4 separate regions of the Zea mays genome follow, and all the other regions are linked to region 1. Evidence: chromatin contacts called from public Hi-C data. All regions are on one chromosome and are shown on one strand. Each heading gives the region's core, a stretch centred on a gene start, on an enhancer-like site or on the middle of the called end of the contact. The rest is flanking DNA. Distances are from core to core; before and after follow the strand shown. Region 1 holds the start of LOC103632597 (ABC transporter G family member 53). Region 2 holds the start of LOC100285217 (WRKY74 - superfamily of TFs having WRKY and zinc finger domains). Region 3 holds the start of LOC100282194 (Cysteine desulfurase mitochondrial). Region 4 holds the start of LOC100193434 (putative WRKY transcription factor 30).

Region 1 (2,832 bases), core at 215-2,714:
GTTTTCCTGTCTTAACGATGATCAATTGTCTCCGAATTATATTGCTTGATGATCTAAATCGATTTATAGGAGTAGATATATTGTGTTGGATTTGTAGTCGTATAAAAAAGAATTGAGTCTGAAACGATGTTAGAGGCAATATCAACTAAAAAAATTGTCTAACACCGATTAAAATGGTTTAGACATGTCCATAGGCCTCCTCTTAGGTAGTGAGATCTTATGGCGCGACAATAATAGAAAAGGTTAAAGTTAACATTGAAAAGACAATAAAGGGAAACTTAAATGATAGAATATATGTCAAGATTTAGTCTTCAATAAAAAAAAACGAAGAGAAGGTAGCTATCTATATACCTGAAACCTTGATTTGTGGCTTAGATTAGGCTTGAAGTCTAGTCTGCTAGCATAAAATCTTGTTATCGTTGGTTGTTGTCATATATCCGAATGGGTTTTATCAAATTTGGCTTGTACTGGCGCAAGCGCAACAAAAGAAATTAGCCAAGTCCAAAACAGTCAGATGTGGAACACACCTCGAGCACGTTGGCGTATGTGTTGAGGATGGTGGGCAGCCCCCTACTGCCGACGTACGCCTCTGCCTCGACGTTCAGGTTCTGGTACCGCACTTCGATCTTGGGCAGATCAATCCCCACCCTGCACCATATAGAGCAAGAAACAGAGGAATTCATCACATGCCGTCTCTGTTTGCTCATGCTAATGAAGTTCTCAATCTCAAGACGGAAACAGTTTGGTAGCAGTTGTCTTTGACAAGTTGGATTCCGGTCCTGTATGCCACATGCATGGTGGCGGAAAAGGGCAAGCTGGCAAGTGGCATTGTGGGAACCAGGAGACGGCGGCACGGCAGGCCGGGAAGCCGGCGACGATTGAGGCAGGCAGTGCGGTATGTCTTACCGGTCGACGCGGTCCTTGAACTTGGAGAGGAAGCGCTGGTGGTCGTCGCCGACCCAGGCGAGGCGCTGCAGCAGCGCGTGGCGCTCCTGCGGGTCGAGCTTCTGCACGTTCACGTGGCGGAGGTCGCCCTCGGGCATGGCGAGCACGGCCGTCCTCGCGCGGTCGTAGGTCGGCAGCTTCTCAAGCGCCGCCCACCGCAGGGCCTCCTCGTCGTCGACGCCGCCGTCCGCGCGCGACGACAGCGAGGAGAAGACGGTGTCGCTCGCGGCCGACCACACCGATCCGTCCCGCCGCAGGCTCCCCAGCGCGTGTATCTCCCCGGCGTCGTCCATGCCGCCACCGCCAGGCCGGGAAGGCAATAAGAAGACGGGGCTCGAAGTTGGAGAGGTTCCCTCCTTAATCCTCACACTACGGAACCGGTAGACGAGTAGCAGGTCATTACGCCTCGTCGTGGACTGCTGCGCTCGTGTCGCATCAGATTATATAGCGGGGCGGGGCGCCGTGAGGAGAAAGGGACTCCCACAACTTTGTCTGTGCAAGAACGATAGAGGTGAGTGTCGGGGGGGGGGGGGGGGGGGGGGGGGGGGGGGGGGGGATCTCAGGGGCGTTCACGCTCGGCTTGCGCTTGATGACGTCCGGCCTGACGACGCGACGCCTGGCGGGCTACAAACTCGTGGCTCCACGCATCCAGCTCGGGCACGTAATGCCACGTACGTACCACGGCGCAGCACGAGACCTTGAAATGCAAATCCCATTTCATTTGTTACTCGGTCTACAAAAATCTTGACTGCACGAACAGCAAGGGAATTGAAATACAATGACTGACATGACGAGCGTGCGCAACGTGATTTATAGAGTGTTTGGTTTGATTAATTATATCATCCAAACTAGTTAGTTGCCCGTGCGTTGCGACGGTACACGAACACTGCTGATAAAAGCATTAATAGTAATTAATTTTGGATAACTTCATGAGATGTACTCTCCCGACAGGAGGAAAAGGAGGAAAGACTCATTCATTTTTTATCCATCAATTAGAACAAAGTAAAAGAAGCAACTAAACACCATACATGTTCATATATAAACTTATATATTGTCTAATAGCTACACTTGTGGTCAACAAGATGTTATTAATCAATTACGAGATTTTCTATGGATACGCGATGTATCAATACTAATACCCCAACTTCTTTTTCTCAAAAACAATGATATATGGATATGCTATTTTGTAAACATTAGTAAAGATTTGTAAATAGTTTATATTGGCTAATTATTGATAATAGTTGTCTTCAGATATTCTGCATCGTGCCCCTGACATAGTAGTCGACGACCTGCTGTAGGGGTAGGCCCTTGTACTCCATGACAGTGGCCATGTCCCACTTGAGCGTGCCCGACACGGCACACGCGTCGCATGTGTATGTGCCGAACCTGATCAGCGGTGAATCCCCAATGCGCCCGAGAATCTTGCTAATCAACCGTCTGTGGACATGGCCGTCGCACACCCCAACGTCTCTGATGCGTACACACTGATGGGCAACCCGTTCATCACCATGTCCGTCTTGTGTACGTTGTCGCTGTCCATGTTGTTCGCGCTACACTTGTCCATTCGCGCTGCATTTGTCCATCCCCATCGGTGGGATGAGGTAGTCGAACTGCGCGAGCGCGAAAAGTAGGAAAAAAGAACAACCATGGTTGATGAGCAAGATGAGGAGTAAGAAAATGATGGACAACCTCTTTCCTTGGCCAAACACCCTATTTATGCATTTAAGGGGAACATGTTATATAAATAATAAATGTAGAAAAGGGAAGAAAGAAAGGAAAGTCACAGCTTGCTCCCGTATTCTTTTACTTTTATACCCTCCTTTTTCTTCCTAAATTCTGGGTTACGTTCATGCACATGGGCAATTGGGCTTCCACCGACCACCGTAT
Region 2 (2,700 bases), core at 80-2,579, 290 kb after region 1:
GAAAACTGAAAAGAAATCAGAAAAATAGTACATAAAATTCAGAAAAATCAGAAATATTTTTTTTAAATCTAACAAATTACAGAGAATTTATGGACTATTTTATTCCGCTGCGTACTTTGGTACTTTATTGATTTTATGCAATTTTCAGTTGATTATGAAACCAACGTGGATTAATTATTGTTTAAATTGCATAGAATTCAGAAATTTTGTGATAATTGAATATTTTAACCAATGTTAAATATTGTTACCACATTTTTGAACAGAAACATCTATTTTTGTTCTAGATCATCCAACGATGGTTTAGAATTTTAGAAACATATTATTTTTCTATGCATTACTGTTTATTATGAAGCTTACGTGGATTAATTCTCTTTAAGTGCATAGAAATCCAACGACGGTTTAGCGGTCGTCATGCATCATCCTTTTATAGAAAACCCCATGCATTTCTTCCTAATCGACCTGCACTCGATACCCTCACCCGTTTGCCTAGAAAACGCCATCGTCTGTGTCTTCCGCCCGGTCCCCTCGCATGTCCGCGTCTTCCGGCCCCCAACCAGTCGCCGCCACCTGCGCTCGCATCGTCCGCTCGCCTAGAAACCACTGTCGTCTCCACTCAACGAGTTGAAGGAGTAGGCTTGGCTTGGCTCAAAATCGGCTCGCAAGTTGCATCCATGTGACTACGTCATTATGCTTAAATAATAGGGTAGCAACAATTCTGATATGCCATTTGTTCTCAATAATGATCAACTATGTTTTTTAGGTTCAGGTTCAGAGAAATGTCCATAAATTCTGAGAAGTGCAGCAGTATACACTTCTTTCAATCAAGACTACTGGGTGCAACGAAGATCGTTCTTTCTACCCTCAGGCATCAAGATACAACACCGAATTGAAGGATTGATGGATAATAATGCTAAAGCAGCAAAAAAGGTATTGTTATTATAGCGATGGATTTTTTAATAGACAAACTTCGCATGACTGTTCTTATATAGAGATTAAAACAATGGATAGGTAGGCGAAGGCAAATATGCAGTTTACTGGGAAAAGAAAATTTCCATTCAGATGGTCTTTTCACCTAATTTTGGTCTATAATTTTGAACTTACAAATAAACCTGGCAAGCAAGTTTGGAGCATGGTTAGGATCAAGAACAACATCAATTTTCAGCCTTCAAGGTTACAACCAATTGTCACTACAAAGTCCAGATGCAACTTAATTTTAATTAACAACACAACATATAGCCATATATATGTTATTGTTACACTATTTTTTTCCGTTGCAACGCACGGATACTTACCTAGTTATAAATAAGGGGCAGCTCGCCTCACTCCCTCACACGGTCACACACACCACAACCCAGCCACCCACCACCTCCCCCAATTGCCTCTTCTCTTCTCCCAGCAGCTGCCGCGACGCAGTCCTACTCCTGCGGTGCCTCCAGTTTCGCAGCACCGTTGCCACACATCGCCAACTAACGCCATCGATCACCCGGCGGCCGCCCAGAGTCCTGCCCTGCCATATCCGAACCTGCTCCTGCAGCTAGCCAGCAACACAGACAGAATAGGTCGGTCGGTCGATCGATCGATGGCCAGCGTTATCGACGGCAATGGAGGCAGCCGGCTGGTGGTGACGGAGCTGGGCCACCTCAAGGAGCTGGCGATGCAGCTGGAGGGGCACCTCGGCGGCTCCTCGCCGGACCTCTGCAAGCACCTCGCCTCGCAGATCTCCTCCATCACCGACCGCTCCATCAGCCTGCTCATCACCGCCACCTCATCAAGCCCCCACGGCGGCGCCTCTGACGCGCCGCCCTTCATCAGGGCTACTACCAAGAAAAGGTATCATCATCCCATCGACGACCTTCCTGATTACCATACATAAACCTTCTTAACGAATTATTGGGTCTCTCAAGCCAAGTGGCTTTAAAGTTTAAACTATTGATTTACTTTGCAGGAAGAGGATGGACAAGAAGAGGCATGAGGTGAGGGTGGGCTCGGCCGGAGGCGGCGGCGGCGACCATCCGGCCGACGACGGCTACAGCTGGAGGAAGTACGGCCAGAAGGAGATCCTTGGAGCCAAGCACCCAAGGTGCCCACTTGACACATGCTGTGCTATCAGAAGATTTTTTTCCCCCCTCCTTCATCTTTTCCACACTCCACAGCCCAATCTCATCTGCACGTGTTCTTATCGCAACTTCGCAAGTGGAATCGAAATCATTTTGCCTCTGCTTTCTTTGTCTTCTTTCCATGGCGGGGCTGCAGCTAGTATTGTCCTGGTGGAAATGTCAGTACAGCCTCTTTTTGCTTGTCTTGTTTTGCAATTGTTTGGCTGGCCTCCACTTTTTGTCCGATGTCGGGGGCGAACAGGGATTCATCATATCGTGCGAATCTTGCTCTGGATGCACAAGAAAATTCTCTCTTCTCCTTCTCCTCCTCCTCCTCCTCCTCCTCTTTTTTCCCCTAACAAACAAGATGCCGGAGCTCACAAGCAAAATCTCATGGGCCTGCCTGACCTACCTGCCCGGACCTGACATGATCCACCGTGCGAAATTTCCAGGGGCTACTACCGCTGCACGCACAAGAGCTCTCAGGGATGTGCGGCGACGAAGCAAGTGCAGCGCACCGACGAGGACCCGGCCTTCTTCGACGTCGTCTACCTCGGCGACCACACCTGCGTTCAGAGCCAGAGGGCGGCAGCGACGGCGGGTC
Region 3 (2,869 bases), core at 97-2,596, 480 kb after region 1:
CAGCACATATGAGGGCTCCAAGCTGGCACTAGTGCAGGCACTACCACTTGACACAGCCACCTCCTTCAGACCCATCAGTAAGCTCTCCCCTTCCACATAAGCAAATGACAAATTTAGATTGCCTGGGTAACGGTGCTCCATACTTCCATTGATGACAACATCATCGACCTGCGCACGTATGCCATCAAGCAGCCTCTGCTGCAGAGCACTGACACGCCTGTGGTCATAATCCATCTCTTGAGCGGCAATCTCACAGGCAGCCCCAAATCCAACAACAAGAGGTGTAGGAACAGTCCCACTGCGGATGCCACGCTCCTGCCCACCACCATTCATCTGTGGTTCCACCCTGATGCGAGGGCGGCGACGAAGGTAGAGGGCCCCCACGCCCTTGGGGCCATAAATCTTGTGGCCGGACAAGGACATGAGCCCAATCCCCATCCTGTTCACATCAATCGGGATCTTCCCCAGCGCCTGCGCAGCATCAGTGTGGAACGGCACGCCTTTCTCCTTGCAGATGCGCCCAATCTCCTCGAGCGGCTGGACGACGCCGATCTCGTTGTTGACAGCCATGACAGACACCAGCCCGGTGTCCGGGCGGATGGCGTCCTCGAGCTGCGCGAGGTCGACGAGCCCGTCCTTGCGCACGGGGAGATAGGTGACCTCGAATCCCTCCTGTTGCAGATACCTGCAGGAGTCCAGCACGCACTTGTGCTCGGTCTGCGTGGTGATGACGTGGCGGCGGCGCTCGCGGTAGAAGCGCATGACGCCCTTGACGGCGATGTTGTTGCACTCGGTGGCGCCCGAGGTGAAGAAGATCTCGCGCGGGTCGGCGCCGACGAGTGAGGCGACGCGGGCGCGAGCGTCCTCTACGGCGGCGTCGGACTCCCAGCCGTAGAGGTGGGTACGGGAGTGAGGGTTCCCGTAGCGAGAGAGGTAGAAGGGGAGCATGGCGTCGAGGACACGCGGGTCGACGGGGGTCGTCGCCTGCATGTCCATGTAGAGCGGGCGGCCCGAGATGCGCACGCCCTTGACGGTGACGGCCGCCTCGTCCTCCTCCGAGGCCACCGCCGCAGGTGCGACAGCCGTGGAGAGAGCGCGGGTGGGGATGGAGGCGCCGCGGCGGAGGAAGAGCGGGAGGAGGCGGCGGGAGAGGGCCATGTTGTGGGGTGGTGGCCGGGTAGAACGGGGTAGGGTTCAGGGGAGGGGTTGCGGCCGCCGCCGCTGAGCTCCCGTTTTGGGGGAGTGGCGATATGGGAATTGCTGGTTAAGGCCAGGGGGAAGGTGGGGAGGACTGAGGAGCCAAGCAGGGTATGGACGAGAACGAGCACGACGGCACGACGCGTCGACGCGCCGACGTCCGATGTGGATGAGACTATGAGAGGGGGCAAGGGAAGGGAAGTGCGTCACGCAACGGCGGCCCATATGTGGGCTGAGGAGCCGAGCTGATTGGGCTAGGACGCTAGGTTGGGATCAGCTTGTTTGGTTTAGATTTTTTAACTAGATTTAATATTAAAATATAAAATCTTAACTAAACGGTATAACTTCGTAATAGAATTCTGAAAATCTATGTATTGTTCTAGTTTAATTTAGAATAACTTTCTATGCTAAAAATTTAGATTTATATCATCTATGTTACCATATGCTCTTGTAGAATTTTCAGTTGACAGTTGTTTTAACCAAATATATTTTAATTTTTTTCATGTCCGTCAGCTCACATAAGCTTTTCACAGCTCACAGTTAAAATCAGATTTATATCTTGTGTGATCACACCAACTGCGTTTATGTTGTGGCTACTACTATGTACGAGAAGGAATAAGGTCTACCACATTTCAGTTGTAACCTCAATAGTGTGACAATGGGAGCATCCGAAAGAGGTAAGAAGTGGAGCACCACTTAAGGGCTTGTTCGGTTAGCTCTCAATCCATGTGGATTGAGTGGGATTGGATGGGTTTAAATCCCAAACAAGTCAAACTTCTTAAGAAATTTTTCCAATCCCATTCAATCCATGTGTATTGGGAATAACCGAACAAGGCCTAAGCATGAAGATGGCCTATAACTATCTATAGAGTTACCTGACTGGAGCATGGCCCTCGTGTGGGCTACCCTTGTGTGAGGCTCCAACGAGGATTATTAAGAAGCTTGTGCACTTCTTGATACCTCAGTAAAACTATCGAGTATCAATGAGAGTTTGTATCTTTATCATATTTAAGCTTCTTTATTTATATTACTGGATCATGTGGCGCCCATTCGGGCGCCCTATCCAACACAAGGTAAAACATGAGCAAACAATTATATATGCTATATTAAAATTCAGCAAAGGATGATTAAGTCTCCAATAAAACCGTTTAGCGCGGGGAGCAACAAAGCAACTATGAGACCAAACATAGATAGACCGAACATAATCCGCATTAAAGTTTTAGACCATACTTTAACGTGTTCCATAGTAAGACGGTCAGGGCTATTACAGCCTGAAACTGATCCCAAATAAGATTATAGGATCGAAGTCTACGTTTATGGGTCGCAAGTTAGGGATAGGTAGGCAGCTACGCGGGAGGTATATACATAGTACGGAGAGCTGATGCAACCCACATAGTTATGCACATAAATCTTACACAACTACAATTGTAGCTTCACGCATCCACAAAAGCCAACCACAAAAGCGACCAAGATGTCCATCCACAAAAGTAACCAAGATGTCATCTGTCATACGTTCAAACTTCAGGTTTGTCGAGGCTGCAAATAGATACAAGAATGTGAGTATAAAATTCATAAATATCCCATGTGGCATGTTTTGTCAACCCAAAAGAATTTGATACGGTTCATTTGTGCAAGTTGTATTCGAGCTGTATCCCTTACACTGACGCTAATT
Region 4 (2,700 bases), core at 42-2,541, 390 kb after region 1:
GACCTGGACCTCCGGTACGTTCACACACTCAGCGTTTGGACCATTCGAGTACGAAATCTATGTGTGTGGTTTTAACGTCGATGCATGATCTGATCTGCGTCATCATGTCACCCTATACTGCTTACTGTAGTACGTACCGTACATGGGTACAGCTGAATTTGGTAATAATACTACATATAGTCGTAGCTAAATAAAGAAGAGGCGTATTAAACTGCAAAGACGTGTTATTATTAAAGATGTTGGGTTTTTAGAGACTAATTTTTAGTCTCTCCATTTAATTTAATTGTAGTTCCTAAATTAATAAATATAAAACTAAATTAAAATTTTAGTTCATATATTTAGCGATTTATGAACTAAAATAAAATAAAATAAAATAGAGAAACTATAAATTAGTCTCGAGAACACCCCCTAAATTGGAGAAACTAAGGGGTGTTTGGTTTTAGAGACTAATTTTTAGTCCCTTCAATTTATTCCACTTTAGTCACTAAATTATCAAATATGGAAAATAAAATAGAGTTGTAGTTTCTATATTTTACAATTTATAAACTAAAGTGGAATAAAATAGAGAGACTAAAAATTAGTCCCTAGTAAATCAAATACAGTCTAAGTGGATGTTTGATTAGAGGGACTAGACTAAACTTTAGTCACTACACTAAAGAAATCAAACATGGCCTAACTGCGGCTGTCTCGTGCTCTCGACCGTTACGGGTTTTCCGCAGGCTGCAGGCCGGTACTTTCCACTGAGAAACATCGCGGAAAAAGGAGTAGTATGAGATATATATCATGAAACAAACCTAGAAAAAGACAGGTGCCCACACCACCAGACATGCATGCAATTTTAAATACATTTGTTAATCGAATAGGTACCAAGCATCTTCGACTTTTTTGGTTCAGATTTTTGGGTCCCGTCCCGTGCGGCCATGCCACGACGCACCAGCAGCACCCTGGGTTTCCCACTCTGATCCCGACCTCTCACAAAAGATATACCATCAGTCCATCACCACTTCACCAGCGATCTGGTGCAGACGTGAAATCCGATCTAGCGAGGGCGAGCTCACCCAGTCACCCTCACCCCACAACCCAAACGAAGCGTCCACGAAATACAGCTGTGCTGTCCGGACTACGTGTTCCCGATCCGACATGGCACATCAGCGGCCAATGACTGAGGCCCCAGCCGCCGGTATTCTCACCGGTCAGTTCACTTCCTGTTCCCTCGGCCGCCTCGCCCGGACGCGCTTCGTTTTTTCTTTAAAAGGGCAGCTCTGGTCGAGCTCCCCCTTCGTGCCACACTCGCCATCGCGGCGTCCCTCGAGAGTCGACCACCTCGACGGCCGACCAATATAGCAACCTATACAGGGCATTCTCATCTCATGGCGACGACGGAGACGATGGAGATGGGCATGGGCGTCGTCGTCGACGGCGTCAGTAGCAACGGATCAGGCGGCTGCGGCGGGCTGGTGGTGACGGAGCTGAGCCACATCAAGGAGCTGGTGAGGCAGCTGGAGGTGCACCTCGGTGGCTCCCCGGACCTGTGCAAGCACCTGGCCTCGCAGATCTTCTCCCTCACCGAGCGCTCCATCGGCCTCATCACCTCCTCCTCCAGCTCCAGCGGCCTCGACGGCGCCCGCCGGAAGCGCTCCGCGGGCGACGCCGGCCTCGCCTCGCCGCTCTCGGCCACGCCCACCAGCGGCGTCACCGACGGGCCGTTCAAGAACACCAAGAAGAGGTGAACCTCGCCATCCATCGCTAATGCTTTGTCGTTGATTGCTCAAGGCAAGCCAAGGCAATGGACAGACACAACCGGTCGAACGAACTGTGTCTGACTCTTTCGCTGATTACTGCTCTTTGAACCCGGCCGGCTCGCAGGAAGGCGATGGAACAGCGGAGGCAGAGGGTGAGCTCGGCCGGCGGCGAGAACCCGGTCGACGACGGCCGTAGCTGGAGGAAGTACGGCCAGAAGGAGATTCTCGGAGCCAAGCACCCAAGGTTAGCACATCTATCTCACTCAAACACGTATTGTTGATTTGGATTGGAACCGCGCTCTGTCTGACGACCTCCGTCGTGCCAAACCTCGCAGGGGCTACTACCGCTGCTCGCACCGCTACTCGCAGGGGTGCCAGGCGACGAAGCAGGTGCAGCGCACCGACGAGGACCCGACGCTGTACGACGTCATCTACCACGGCGAACACACCTGCGCCCCCCACAGGCCGGCGGCGGCGGAGCACAACCCGGACGCGCGCGGCCACCTGCAGACCCTGAGCGCCGGCCTCACGGTGAAGACCGAGGGACTGCCGGACCCGCCGCGGGGCCGGGGCGCCGCCACGCCCTTGTACCTCTCCGCCTCCTCCACGCCGCCGTCCACGTCGGAGAACTGGGGCGTGTCGCCCGCGACCTCGGGCTCCACCCACGTCGCCTCCTTCCGGCCGTTCGAGGCCGCCGAGTGGCGGGGGCAGGCCGAGCACCAGGAAGTGGTGTCCGCGCTCGTGGCCGCCATCGCGCCGCCGCCCGCCGTCGACAGCCTCGACGACCTGCTCATCGACATAGATCTAGACGACATCGCGAGCTTCTTCGCGTGACCCGCGCGTTGTAGCAGCCGATGTGGCGTAGTATGTGACCGAGCCCTCTGGCTCTGCTTCCTGAAACTGGAACAGAACAGAGGAGGGAAGAGCACCAAAGCTCTGCTTCCTGGGGTCCATGCAG

The links. Hi-C and Micro-C count contacts between places; a contact is called where the count stands out from the background.
Region 2: a contact with region 1 is called in a Hi-C map of endosperm, with 2.6 times the contacts expected there. The contact joins the promoter of LOC100285217 here to the promoter of LOC103632597 in region 1. A contact is called at or near these places in 5 of 25 Hi-C or Micro-C datasets (bundle sheath, ear, endosperm and 2 more).
Region 3: a contact with region 1 is called in a Hi-C map of bundle sheath, with 3 times the contacts expected there. The contact joins the promoter of LOC100282194 here to the promoter of LOC103632597 in region 1. A contact is called at or near these places in 6 of 25 Hi-C or Micro-C datasets (bundle sheath, ear, endosperm and 2 more).
Region 4: a Hi-C map of leaf mesophyll shows a contact between it and region 1, with 6 times the contacts expected there. The contact joins the promoter of LOC100193434 here to the promoter of LOC103632597 in region 1. A contact is called at or near these places in 5 of 25 Hi-C or Micro-C datasets (bundle sheath, ear, leaf mesophyll and 2 more).

Annotation. Positions count from the first base shown.
Region 1 is chr7:96,466,799-96,469,630 of Zm-B73-REFERENCE-NAM-5.0, forward strand. LOC103632597 (ABC transporter G family member 53) reads right to left here and starts at 1,465. Exons shown (of 24, transcript XM_008654356.4): 1 at 907-1,465; 2 at 528-648. The coding sequence starts at 1,238.
Region 2 is chr7:96,758,611-96,761,310 of Zm-B73-REFERENCE-NAM-5.0, forward strand. It overlaps LOC100285217 (WRKY74 - superfamily of TFs having WRKY and zinc finger domains), which reads left to right and starts at 1,330. Exons shown (of 2, transcript NM_001413656.1): 1 at 1,330-1,830; 2 at 1,946-2,700. The coding sequence starts at 1,580. The coding sequence ends at 2,522.
Region 3 is chr7:96,946,769-96,949,637 of Zm-B73-REFERENCE-NAM-5.0, forward strand. It overlaps LOC100282194 (Cysteine desulfurase mitochondrial), which reads right to left and starts at 1,347. Exons shown (of 2, transcript NM_001155106.2): 1 at 1-1,347. The coding sequence starts at 1,158. It also overlaps the pseudogene LOC100193241.
Region 4 is chr7:96,855,769-96,858,468 of Zm-B73-REFERENCE-NAM-5.0, forward strand. LOC100193434 (putative WRKY transcription factor 30) reads left to right here and starts at 1,292. Exons shown (of 3, transcript NM_001138554.2): 1 at 1,292-1,726; 2 at 1,867-1,986; 3 at 2,078-2,700. The coding sequence starts at 1,371. The coding sequence ends at 2,576.